Linked DNA regions of Mus musculus: region 1 is linked to region 2. The links are chromatin contacts, called in public Hi-C maps. All regions are on one chromosome and are shown on one strand. The core of a region is the stretch at or near the end of the contact, and the rest is flanking DNA. Distances in the headings are between cores, read along the strand shown. Region 1 holds the start of Glrx3 (glutaredoxin 3). Region 2 overlaps Ebf3 (early B cell factor 3).

Region 1 (6,413 bases), core at 3,638-6,137, 220 kb after region 2:
CACACACACACACACACACACACACACACACACACACACACACGCGCGCGCGCGCGCGCATGCATATGTACCACAGTTGATTGCAAACACAAGATGGAGTTCTCTGGCTGCCTCCTCACTCCTGGGCAAGGACTCTAGCTCTCTAGCCGGAATCCCAGGTCCTGCTTGTTTCTATGCTCCAGAAATACCTCACAGTGCCACAGTGCTCCTGGGGGCAGCTTCATTGTCTTAATCTGCAGGTTAGAAGCAGCTGCTTTGCTGGGAGGGCTGTTTCTAGCCAGGCAAATCCCACAGCACAGGATAGCATCTTACCAGAGGGGGTTGGAGGTTCAGGTGTCACATTCTCTCAGGTAGGAATCCCAGCTCCTAAAAAGGCATCAGGCAAAAGTGAGTGTTGTACCCAGAATAACTCTCCAGGGACATAGGCCCAGATCAGCTCCAATCTCTTGCTTTCCTATGTTGATTTTTCCACCTGCACAGAGAAAAGCCGAGTGTCCTTTACAAAAGTAACCTCTAGTTGGGGTTACTGTTGCTGTGATAAAACACCATGACCAAAGCAAAGTTGGAGAAGAAAGGGTTTGTTTAACTCAGTTCTATATCACTGTTCATCCCTGAAGGAAGTCAGGACAGGAACTCAAACAAGACAGGATCCTGGAGGCAGGATCTGATGCAGAGACCATGGAGGGGTGCTGCTTATTGGCTTGTTCAACATGGCTTGCTCAATGTGCTTTCTTTTTGTTTGTTTGTTTTTCGAGACACAGTTTCTCTGTATAGCCCTGGCTGTCCTGGAGCTCACTTTGTAGACCAGGCTGGCCTCGAACTCAGAAATCCTCCTGCCTCTGCCTCCAGAGTGCTGGAATTAAAGGCATGTGCCACCACGCCCAGCTTCAATGTGCTTTCTTATAGAACCCAGGACCACCAGCATAGGGATGGTACCACCCACAATGGGCTGAACTCTCCCCCATTAATCACTAAGAAAATGCTCTACAGGCTCGCTCAGAGCCTGATTTTATGGGAACTTTTTTTTTTTTAATTTTTCGAGACAGGGTTTCTCTGTATAGCCCCGGCTGTCCTGGAACTCACTCTGTAGACCAGGCTGGCCTTGAACTCAGAAATTTGCCTGCCTCTGCCTCTCAAGTGCTAGGATTAAAGGTGTGTGCCACCACCACTGCCTGGCCACATTAGCTTTCTTTCTTTCTTTCTTTTTTTTTTTTAAGATTTATTTGTTATTTATTTATTTATTTATTTATTTATTATATGTAAGTACATTGTAGCTGTCTTCAGACACTCCAGAAGAGGGAGTCAGATCTCATTACGGATGGTTGTGAGCCACCATGGGGTTGCTGGGATTTGAACTCCAGACCTTCGGAAGAGCAGTCGGGTGCTCTTACCCATTGAGCCATCTCAGATACCACACATTAGCTTTCTAAAATGCATCTTGGCCCATCCTGAGCTCGCTAGTCTTAGATGCTGAAGTCAGAGCATTTTCTAGGCATGAAGTCACCTGTGGCCTCTTGGGTTATCAATATTAGCAGTGGTAACTGCAGAAAGGGTGATTGGAAAGTTCCTCAGGATATTTCCTGTGGTTTTCCCAAAGTGAGAGCCCCTCTGCAGCTTGTGTCTGCCACTTGCAGCAAATTCCATTTAGAGGGAAAGCCAGAATTTGTAAAACTGACAGATGGGGAGTGGGGTGACGCAGCCTTAAAAAAAGAACTCTAGGGCTGGAGAGATGGCTCAGTGGGTAAGAGCACTGACTGCTCTTCCAAAGGTCCTGAGTTCAAATCCCAGCAACCACATGGTGGCTCACAACCATCTGTAATGAGACCGGATGCCCTCTTCTGGTGTGTCTGAAGACAGCTACAGTGTACTTACACATAACAATAAATAAATCTTAAAAAAAAAAAGAACTCTACAACACATCTCCTCTCTGAATTACAATTTTACTAACTTCATGTGACAGAGGCAGTCTGAATTCTTTGAAGGCAGGAAGAAGCAGATACAGAGCAGTGGTTCTCAACCTTCCTTATGCTGCGACCCTTTAATACAGTTCTTCATGCTGTAGTGACTCCCTAACCATAAAAGTATTCCACTGCCACATCATAACTGTGAATTTGCTACAGTTGTGAGTTATAACATAAGTATCTGATATGGAGGATATCTGATATGTGAGCCCAAACAAGTCAAACCCCACAGGTGGGGAACTAATGGGTTAAAGAATGAAGGGCCTCCCATTAGCACCCCAGCTCTCATTCTTGCCTAGCAAGCTCTCACACTTTGGGGAGCTTTGGGCAGACCTTTCTCTATGTCACATTCAGCTATATAGTTTATATACTTAAATATAGCAATCAGAGTGGGTGTCTTAGTTAGGGTTTTACTGCTGTGAACAGACACCATGACCAAGGCAAGTCTTATAAAAACAACATTTAATTGGGCCTGGCTTACAGGTTCAGAGGTTCAGTCCATTATCGTTAAGGTGGGAGCATGACAGTATCCAGGCAGGCATGACACAAGCAGAGCTGAGAGTTCTATGTCTTCATCCAAAGGCTGCTAGTGGAAGACTGACTTCCAGTCAACTAGTGTGAGGGTCTTAAACCCACACCCACAGTGACACACCTACTCCAACTAGGTCACACCTATTCCAACAAGGCCACACCTCCAAATGGTGCCACCCCCTGGTGCAAGAATATACAAACCATCCCAGTGGGTATCCAGTCTTTATTTTATTTCTTATTCTTTTATGAAGGCAAGGTTTCATACTAAAGCCAGGCCCTCTTTTCTCTTGCATTTTACCTCCAAAGAGTTCTCTACAGTCTTTGTTTTCAGTCAACTCTTTATTCAAAGATGTAGATTCATATATACTTAATATGAAAAAGAAAAATGCTGGGTCTGGAAGCACATGCCTGTAAGCCCAGGACTTGGATGGTGGAGGCAGGGGGATCAGGAGAGCACGACAAACTTCAGCTACACAGCAAATTGGAGGTCAGCTTGTGCCACTTAAGAATGTATTTCAATAAAAACAATAATACATTTATTACCAACTAGGTACACATAGTAGGTAAGTTTATTATCAACTAGGTGGTACATACATATAAGTCCAACATTTTGGAGGTAGAAGCAAGCAGGTCGTGAGTTCAAGGCCAGTCTTGGCTTCATAATCAACTCTAGGCCGTCACGGCCTACATGAAAACTTGTTTCAAAATATAAAGGATGTGTGTGTCGAGACAGAGATAATGTGTGTACTGTCTCCCAATGATAAAACCTTGTGTCTTAGTTAGGGTTTTACTGCTGTGAACAGACACCATGACCAAGTCAATTCTTTTTTTTTTTAAAGATTTATTTATTTATTTATTATATGTAAGTACACTGTAGCTGTCTTCAGACACACCAGAAGAGGGCATCAGATCTCATTAAGGATGGTTGTGAGCCACCATGTGGTTGCTAGGATTTGAACTCAGGACCTTTGGAAGAGCGGTCAGTGCTCTTAACCGCCGAGCCATCTCTCCAGCCCCGACCAAGTCAATTCTTATAAAGGACAACATTTAATTGGGGCTGGCTTACAGGTTCAGAGGTTCAGTCCATTATCACCAAGGTGGGAGCATAGCAGCATCCAGGCAGATGTGGGGCTGGAGGAGCTGAGAGTTCCACCACTTGTTCCAAAGGCAGCCAGGAGGAGACTGGCTTCCAGGGAGCTAGGATGAGGGCCTTAAAGCACACACCCACAGTGACACACCTACTCCAATAGGGCCACACCTTCTAATAGTGCCACTCCCTGGGCTGAGCATATACAACCCATCGCACCTTGCAAACCTGTAATACAATACTATAATCAGGATGTTAATGTCCGCGTGTGACCCTGATGTCTTTCTGAGGTTTCTATGGCTTTATTGGTATTGGCGTATGTTTATTTTCTTACAGTCCTAAGTTTGGGGTTCTGCCCCCCCCCCCCCCAGCCAAGAAGCAGAACAATTTGTCCTGTTGCATTTGGAGCACTGTGATCCACATTTTTAGTAGGGGTGTTTCTCAAGATGTGTGTGACACAGCTTCCAGGGCTTTTGTAATCATAGGAGCAGGGCTGCCAATAGGATACAGGAGTGGCCACCGCAAGCAACTCTCCTGTGTTCTTTAAAATGGCTCAGTGAGCAGAGGTAAAAGGACATATTTAATTCCCAATCGATCGAAAATATTTCAATCTGTAATCTGTTACTGTTACTCAGGCTGGCCTGGAACTCACTGTAGAGCCCAGGCTGGACTCAAACTTAAGGAACTTCCTGCCTTAGCATGGGAAAGAGTGTGGAGAAGATACCACTGGCGAGTCACTGCCCGTACAGGGAAGCTTCTAGTAAGAGGGTCATGGAGGCTGGGCCTGGGTGGGAAGGTGCAGGAACTCTAAAAAGGAGCCTAACGGTTCTTAGAGGCAATGGGGCGAGCCATTTAGGTCTTGTGTCAAGGCTGCAACGGCTAACAGGTGTCACAGAGTTGTACTGAAGGTTGATTATGGGGTTCTGAGGGCACCTCTAGAAGAGTTCGAGTTTCCTCCAGGACTGAGGTACAAGGACTATCAGGGTTGTGCTCAGACACTATTGTTTTTTTAGTCTTAAGACTTCCTAGTTCATCTTTATGCAGCTTCATGTGAGATTTCAGCTTGCCAATGTTCTATTCTGACTTCACTCTAATTTACAATACACACATACTTACATCCCTTCCTATTACAGGTTTCTGAGCTCCAGAGCTACAACAGCCAGGGGCCAAGGCATCTAGCTAGTTAGCACACCAATACAAAGCAAGGAGGCTCCGCTAGCCCAACCCAGAGCCTCCCAGTTCTCCCAGTCCGAGGGCGTGACCTTCAGTGCCGGAGGGCGTGGCATAGTGTGTCAGGGGTGGGCCCCCGATCTCAGCGGGCGTGGCTTCCCCGTGCGCAGCCTCCTCGCGTGTCCGTCCGGCCCTATCGAGCCTCCGGCGCTCGACTGCTGGTGTCTGGCGGAGACAGCATGGCGGCGGGGGCGGCCGAGGCAGGCGAGGCAGCCGTGGCAGTGGTGGAAGTCGGCTCTGCCCAGCAGTTTGAAGAGCTACTGCGCCTCAAAACCAAGTACGCGGGGGCGGCGAGAGGGCCCGGGGACCAGAGGGCGGCGGGCCGGGGGGTCACGGGACTTGGGGGCGGCTTCCCAACGCGGCACGTCCGGAGCTGAGCTCGTGGTCCAACGGCGGCCCTACTTGGGCCGCGGCGGTAGCCCCTCCTAGGGAAGCGGCCCGCGGCGGCCCGCGTGCACAATGGACCTGCCCTCCGGAGACCCGCATGTGGCGCCTCCTGAAGGAAGCCTTGGCTGGCGACCAGCCTGCAGGCCCAGCTAGGGTCCCGGGCTTTCCTGAACCACCAGCCGGCTAAGGGAGGGTCTGCGGCGGCCGGGTGCGCGCGCCTCGCCTTTGGCCAAGCCTTCCTGAGGCCAGCCCTGGGGATGCGTGGGAAACCAGGACCTCGGCGCTCTAGGATGCTGCCCTGCCTTGATCTGCATGCAGAGTGGTGAGGGAGGGGTTTCAGGGCCCACTGCCGGGGATCCCCAACCTCTCCTTAGCCCCTTATGTGCTTGTAATCCTGGGGCAAGTTTCCTAACCTCCCCTTCGGCTTCCTCCCGGGTGAATGGACCGGTTCTGTTAAAGCTCTGTTTTGTGGTTGGCGTACCGGAAGCTCTCTCCACTAATGTGGGGGCCTTGGTATCCTCACTGAGCAGAGTGGGCAGGTGGCAGATTGACTGGCTGACATCTGCTACTCCATACAGTATGGAGGAGAATTACAATAGCTCATTCAGAGGCTGGCAGTGTAGCTAGTGCTTAATACACAAGAAACCCTGAGTTCAACTTCTAGCACCGAAAACAACAACTCATCTTCATCAACAACAAAACCAGTCCTTTCCAACCCTTTCGCATTTCAGGTTTACTTGATTTTAAATTTTTTTCCCCCCAAAGAAAAGAAAAAGGGAGAATGAGAGTAACATTAAGTAGAAGCTGACTTCTGATGGATCCAGCCAGGTCGTTTACCAGGCGTTTCGGAGGACGTCAGAGATGGCCTCCTGAAGTGATGAGGGCTTGTGTGGACATGTCCTGAAAAGCTTGAACTTAAATCGTCTGAGAAGATTCTTTTATGTGTGTGTGTTTCACATGCTTAGTTTGTCTTTATGTTTCATGTGTTAAACAGGCCTTAGTGGGTAAAAGTTAGCATGCCATTTATTCTGCAAGTTCAAGGTCAGTTTGATCTTCATAGTGAGTTTCAGGCTAGCCAGAGGTATATAAGGAGACCCTATTGTAAAAAATCAGGAAACAAACATTTCTTTCCTCTCAAGGGGGGTGGGGGGCAAGACAAGAACAGCAACAAACCGCAAACCCATCTGCATGTATTCTTGTCACTGGTGTCTGCCTGA
Region 2 (5,740 bases), core at 590-3,089:
AGCAACCTTTCCACGTGCCAGAAACACAAGGGTTTTCCCAGGTAAGGAGAAATGACATGGAAGGTGGAAGCCAGCCAGGAGACTCAACAAGAGTGAAACTGTCTCCTGACAGGTGCAGGATGGAGCTGGCACCCCTCAACGTGAAGCCAGGGTGGAGCTGGCACCCCTCAATATGAAGCCAGTTTTAAAACACAGTACAACCTCTTTCTAAAAAGACAAACCTAAACACTATCAGAGAGAACAGAAACTGCTTGCAATTACTGACTGAGGGATGGTCTCCCAAGCCTGACATCAAATGCACACATGTCTGTATGAAAAGATCCCCATCCAATGAACGCATCACAGACCTGGGGCCCTTCCAGATATCCACCGTGTGTCCACTTTAGATGGGCCTATGCTGCCTGCCAGCATCTTGTTGAGTGACTGGGCTCAGTCTGTTACTGGCGACATGTTGACTCCCGGTAATTTGTGATAATTTCTTTAATTGAGCAAAAAAGAATTCTCTAAAATGAGGGTGGGTCAATCAAACTTCAGGGCAGGAGGTCAGCCAAAAAAGCCCCCAAATGCCATTCCTGGTGTCTCGTGAACTAGGCTTAAACCCAGGCCACAGCAGCAGCCTCTGCTCCTTTGCTAATCAGGAAACATTTTGCCAAATGTCCATTGTAAGCCCCCCTCCCTCTCCCCCTCTCTCCATCCTTCCCTCCCCCCACCCAATACACTTCATACTTGAGAACAGGCCTGCAAAAGGCGTTTTCATGAGAACATAATCTCAATTAGAAGCTTACAAATTCCAACCCAACTTAATCAGGTAATGCCATAACGTTTCTATTCTAATTAAAAAATAATTTCTTTTATTACTCTTAACAATGCAATGTGTTTGTAGCAGTAAAAATATGAGAGCAAAAGCTGCTCGATTTTGCCTATATGGTAAGTTCCTCAGGTAGGCAACTGCGGGACTGTTTAATTATTATTAAACAAGTCAATGGTATGCTATTAGACAAATATTAAAACAAGCATTGCACTTGGTTATTAATTTGAACTATTCACTTTTAAATGCAGCAAATATCTCATTAATTTAATTTTAGGTGCCCACCAGTTTATATTGCATTTTACAGTCTAAAGGCAATTTACTATTAACTGGCAATTACATACACAGTGACTGTTAATTCTGCTTCTAAGTGCTAGCCGCTTGGAAATTGTTCTCTCTCTCTAATTTCTGACCTTCTTACAGCAGGGGTGAGGCTCGCTGGGAATACAGAGAACTCCTATGGAAGAGCTGGACATGTCATTTGTGGCTCATTCTTTTAATTCACCGTGCTAATCAACTGAACCGCCACAGTCTCCCAAGGTAATTGTGACTTGAGAGGGACTATGAACGGCAGCCAAGGGGCTAGATGGATGGGGCCTGGCCAGCCTTCCCCTTCCAGGGGCAGAGGCTGAGCACGACCACTCTGGGTTGACTAATAGGGTCTGGTTTTGAAAAATCTGGTGTTTCTCAGGTCACTGTAAACAGCTCATTTAGACCTCTGCCAAGTCCCTCCCAGCCTTTGGCAGGCTAGTGGCAGCCCCTCCTCCAAGCCCAGGTTCATTATCCAGTGGCCCTGCAGCCCCACAGCTGGCTTCATGCCGGGAAGGTTAAATGTGAAGGTGTCCCAGCAGCCTCCGGGGCCTGGGCACACTGATGGGAAACAGACGCCCAGGGGATGGCGCCCATGTTGTGACATCCAGAAGGACTGGCTCAGTTTTCATTGGGGAGAGGGAGTCCCTGTGATTACCTCATTGTCCCCATCAATTTCAGGGCAATGCAAATCAGACAGAAGCTTCCAGGCCAGACAGGTTATGACCCCACCTTTCCTCAGCTCCCTGAGAGTATAAAGCCCTGTATCCCTTACACACATGTGAAATGTATATTCCTGGTAATGATCACACACACACACACACACACACACACACACACACACACATACACACACACATATGCTAGTTAGCTAGCTAGCTAGTTAGTTTGGAAGGGCTGAGCTTGTACAGCCTTGAAACAAATGCTCACACATGAGGAAACAGGAAATCTCCAATCCCAGGGCAGGAGGACCTGAGTCTTGGACCTAAGAAGTCTAGTCAGGTTGAAAGTAGATGCAACCACGCAGGATGGACACTAAGCCTCCAGAAAGGCTTGTCGTGAGGTTATAACAAGCTCAGGAGACACTGCTGTCCTTTGGGAGGCAATGGACATTCTGGTCAAGGAGGGCATTCCACCGAGCCAGAGAGCAAGGAGCTTCAGAGAGCACCCTTCCCTACCCACCTGTCCTGGAGAGCTGATAATAGGGACAGCTACCAAATGGGCCCTATGGGTCCTGCCAGCCAATGACAAGCAACTCCTCCTACCCTCCACACCTGCATTTGTTCACAAGTGTTCAAACCAGGACCTATCTGTAGCACTGGGGACAGACACGGGCAAAGGAAGAAAATCAGGACCTGAATCTCTGTGCCTTAAAACTGCTTGTAAAAGTTTTGTTGTTTTTTTTTTTTAAAGAGAGAGGGGGCATGAGGGGGCACTTCTAAAAATCAGTCATCTTCAACATTCAAACCAAAACCCCAAGAATACAAAGACTCAGGGAAGAACTTGCCTAGAGCAGCCCCTAAGGAAACCAGCAGACCCTCCTAACAATCTCACTAGAGAACAAGGAGGACAGGCTGGTGAGAAGCAGGCCAGGCTTGCCAACTGTGGACACAGGCTCACTTGGGTGCCACCAGCCAAGCCAGGCCACATGAGCAGCATAGGGACTCACTCCACACCCAACCCTGCCATGTGTCCCTCAGCTCGCTGTCAGTACAAGAACAAGTGCACAAGATCTCCACATTCAAGGAGCTCAAACCATGAACAGACCCCACGGACCTCAGCGGAAGTCCAAGCTGTCGCTAACTTTCCACTGCTGATACTACTTACCAAGTGCCCTCTGTATGTCAGACACGTTGAGTTGCCCTTGATCCTTGCCAAAACCCCATGAAAAAGTGAGGAGAGAAAACTGAACTCAGAGGAGTTCAAGTCAACATGGGCCAACAGCCAGTACCCTGAGGCATTGGGTCATCTAGTTAAATAGTCTAAGTTTTTGCATAGGGCCTGTTGCCTCAATAGCCTGAAGTTTCTGGCCAGAGACTTAGTACAAAGACTATCCAGTGTGAAGCCCATTCGGTAATAATACAGTGCAGAACTGCACATGCTCAGTGAACAATGCACTGAAGGTAAGGAAACACTAGTGAGGATGGTGGAAGACCATCTCCCCAGAGGAAATCAGAAATAAGGAGAGGTATAATAGTTTGGGGGGCCACCTGCACACGGCTTTTAAAAGATGTCCCATTTCTCTCTTTTTGTTTTAACATATTCTCAAAATCTAGAGGAACTTTTCCTTCAACCTCTAGACTTTCCCAGAGGCCAAGACTATCCCGATTCCCCCAAAGCAGCACGGCACATCAACCTTCTGCTATGCCCACAGCCCTGGATCCCTTCAGTTCTAGGATCCTGGTGCCCCACATTGACCAGGTCGGGTGCTGGGTTATCAAGAGCTAGATGCCCTAGAACAGTGGTTCTCAACCTCCCTTATGTCGTGGTGATCCCCAACCATAACAATTATTTTCATTGCTACTTTATAACTGTAACTTTGCTGCTGTTATGAATTGTAAATATTTTTGGAGATAAGCTTTGCCAAAGGGATCACAACCCATAGACTGGGAACTGCTACCCTAAGATAAGGCTGAGCCCCACCTTGGGTGGCAGTAGGCCTACGGAGGAGCAGGGAGTCTATATGGGGCCAGTCTGCTCCTTTAGTACTTCCTGTAAAAGGAAAGAACTTTCGCTTCTGTGATTTCATGAACCTTAATGTGGCAGGAAGGGGCCTCAGAAACCTCCATGTAACCTGTCTGCTGGATAGAGCAGAGGATGGCACCCAGTGGGATACCAGCCCAGGCCTAGGGCCCCTTCAGGTGGTAAGACAGTGGTCAATGCTAGGGCTCCAAACCCTCCAGTATGAATGTCACCAAGCCCCTGCATAGCCACAAATAATCAACAAGCACCCATCCCTTCCACCATCCCTGGGCTTCCGCAGGAGTTGTTCTGCATCAAAACCATCCCTGGTGCCTTACGGCATGTGGAACAGACTGAGATCACAAGTCAAAATGCAGGTGGGTGAAGCCAACTTCAGAGGAAGTTTCTCTGTGGCATCTGTGGCATCCTCAAACAAATCAATTAAGCACTTGTGTGAGCAAAGCAGGATAGAAGCACCTCTGATGTCCCACCCACAGGGGCCACAAAGGCTACCCATTCTATCCATCTGGGCTCAGGCTACTTGTATCCTCTGGAACGTTGACACACCTCCCCATAAGCAACAACCCCATGCAGAGTCTAAGATCCCAGCTCCACTTAAGAGACCTAGCTTCCACTGGAAGCCTAGGTAAGTGACAGGCTGTGACCTCTCCTTCCTGGTCACAGCTCAAGCCACTGAAGAGCAGTGATGAGCCAGACTGACAAATGGGTGGGCACAAGGCCTTGTATGCAGCCAGGCATGAGGCAGCCACTCTCAGGGGAGCTGGAAGCGGCTGCAGTTACCAACAACTCTCCCTGCCACTTTGCTTTACTGGTGAGAGGCAGAGGCCTGCAGATGAGGGGAAACCGCCAAGGTCACACTACCGTGTCTGTCCAGTCATCATGAGCTGTCTAAGATGCAGATGGAAGTGTGCACCTGATAAAACTCAACAGCATGCCAATGGTCCTCACGCCTCACTTGTACCTCCCCCACAGTATCACCGGACACCCACCCAAGGAGGCTCCCACTGAGACGGAGCACCCACCACCGCCCCACAGAGGCTGGAGCCGCCAACTCACCAGTGTAGACAAAGCGTCCAGGAGCGCCTTTGCAGAACTGCTTAGACTTGTAGGAGAGGGTCACTTCAACAACTCCAGGGATGTGTCGAGGCGGCGTCTGCACTCGGATGGCGTGGGGGGTTATCAGCTACAGAAACCACACATGAACAAGCGCTCAGCGGTGCAGGCCCTGAGAGGCGGACACTTGCCAGTTGGATATAATTACAAAATGAGCATAAATTGGACCATCGTCTCGGAATGTTCCCTCCTGTCACCCAGACACTCTGGGCCTATGGTTCTTTAAGGGAAAGATCAGCAAATGTTCCAGGGTTTTAGTTTGCAGGAAAAGCCACAGGGCATCATTCATATGAAAATCACCACCATATGTCTCCTTAAACCTGTTTCTAGTAATTCTAGAACTAATTGTTCCAGGGTACTGGAGGACCTCCTATGGCACGTTTAAAACCCAAAGTTTGTGGGAGGAGGGGCAGACCCACCCACAGGACAGCCTACCACAGGCAAACAGTAAAAGGGAACTTTGCAATAGGTGTCATATCCCTACACCAGACACAACTTGTCAAAACCATCCACAGAGGAGGCGACTGCTCAAGGCAGGCCAATGTCGCAGGCTTACCTCACTCCACACCAACATAGTTCCGAACACAACTTGTAGACCGTCAAAGAAGTTGTCCCCGATTATGATCACAGTGGCACCCCCCGTGGTCCAGCCTTCACTGGGGCTGATAGCCTTGATACACGGAGTGGCTGTACGCACAAGACAGAGGGTAGAAGCCTTAGAACTCAACCTGACATCATGGGCCCACCCAGCCCACTTCAAGTCCCCCTGGCAGCCAGGGGGCGAGAGGCATGCTGCTCCTCTGGCAC

The links. Hi-C and Micro-C count contacts between places; a contact is called where the count stands out from the background.
Region 1: a Hi-C map of liver shows a contact between it and region 2, with 2.6 times the contacts expected there. The contact joins the promoter of Glrx3 here to the enhancer-like site in region 2. A contact is called at or near these places in 1 of 39 promoter capture datasets (the 3T3-L1 cell line) and 7 of 484 Hi-C or Micro-C datasets (the AML12 cell line, the AtT-20 cell line, the HL-1 cell line and 4 more).

What each region holds. Positions count from the first base shown.
Region 1 is chr7:137,432,686-137,439,098 of GRCm38.p6, forward strand. Glrx3 (glutaredoxin 3) reads left to right here and starts at 4,888. Exons shown (of 11, transcript NM_023140.5): 1 at 4,888-5,086. The coding sequence starts at 4,989.
Region 2 is chr7:137,220,267-137,226,006 of GRCm38.p6, forward strand. Ebf3 (early B cell factor 3) reads right to left here. Exons shown (of 16, transcript NM_001113414.1): 9 at 5,490-5,620; 10 at 4,877-5,003. Among named protein-coding and RNA genes, the nearest start is that of Gm10578, 12 kb to the right of the region's middle. Within about 2 kb of position 1,840, at least 35 of the 459 cell types and tissues checked have an H3K27ac peak or open chromatin away from gene starts, as enhancers often do. A contact at or near this core is called in the AtT-20 cell line, the N1E-115 cell line, liver and 1 more, where this site is marked.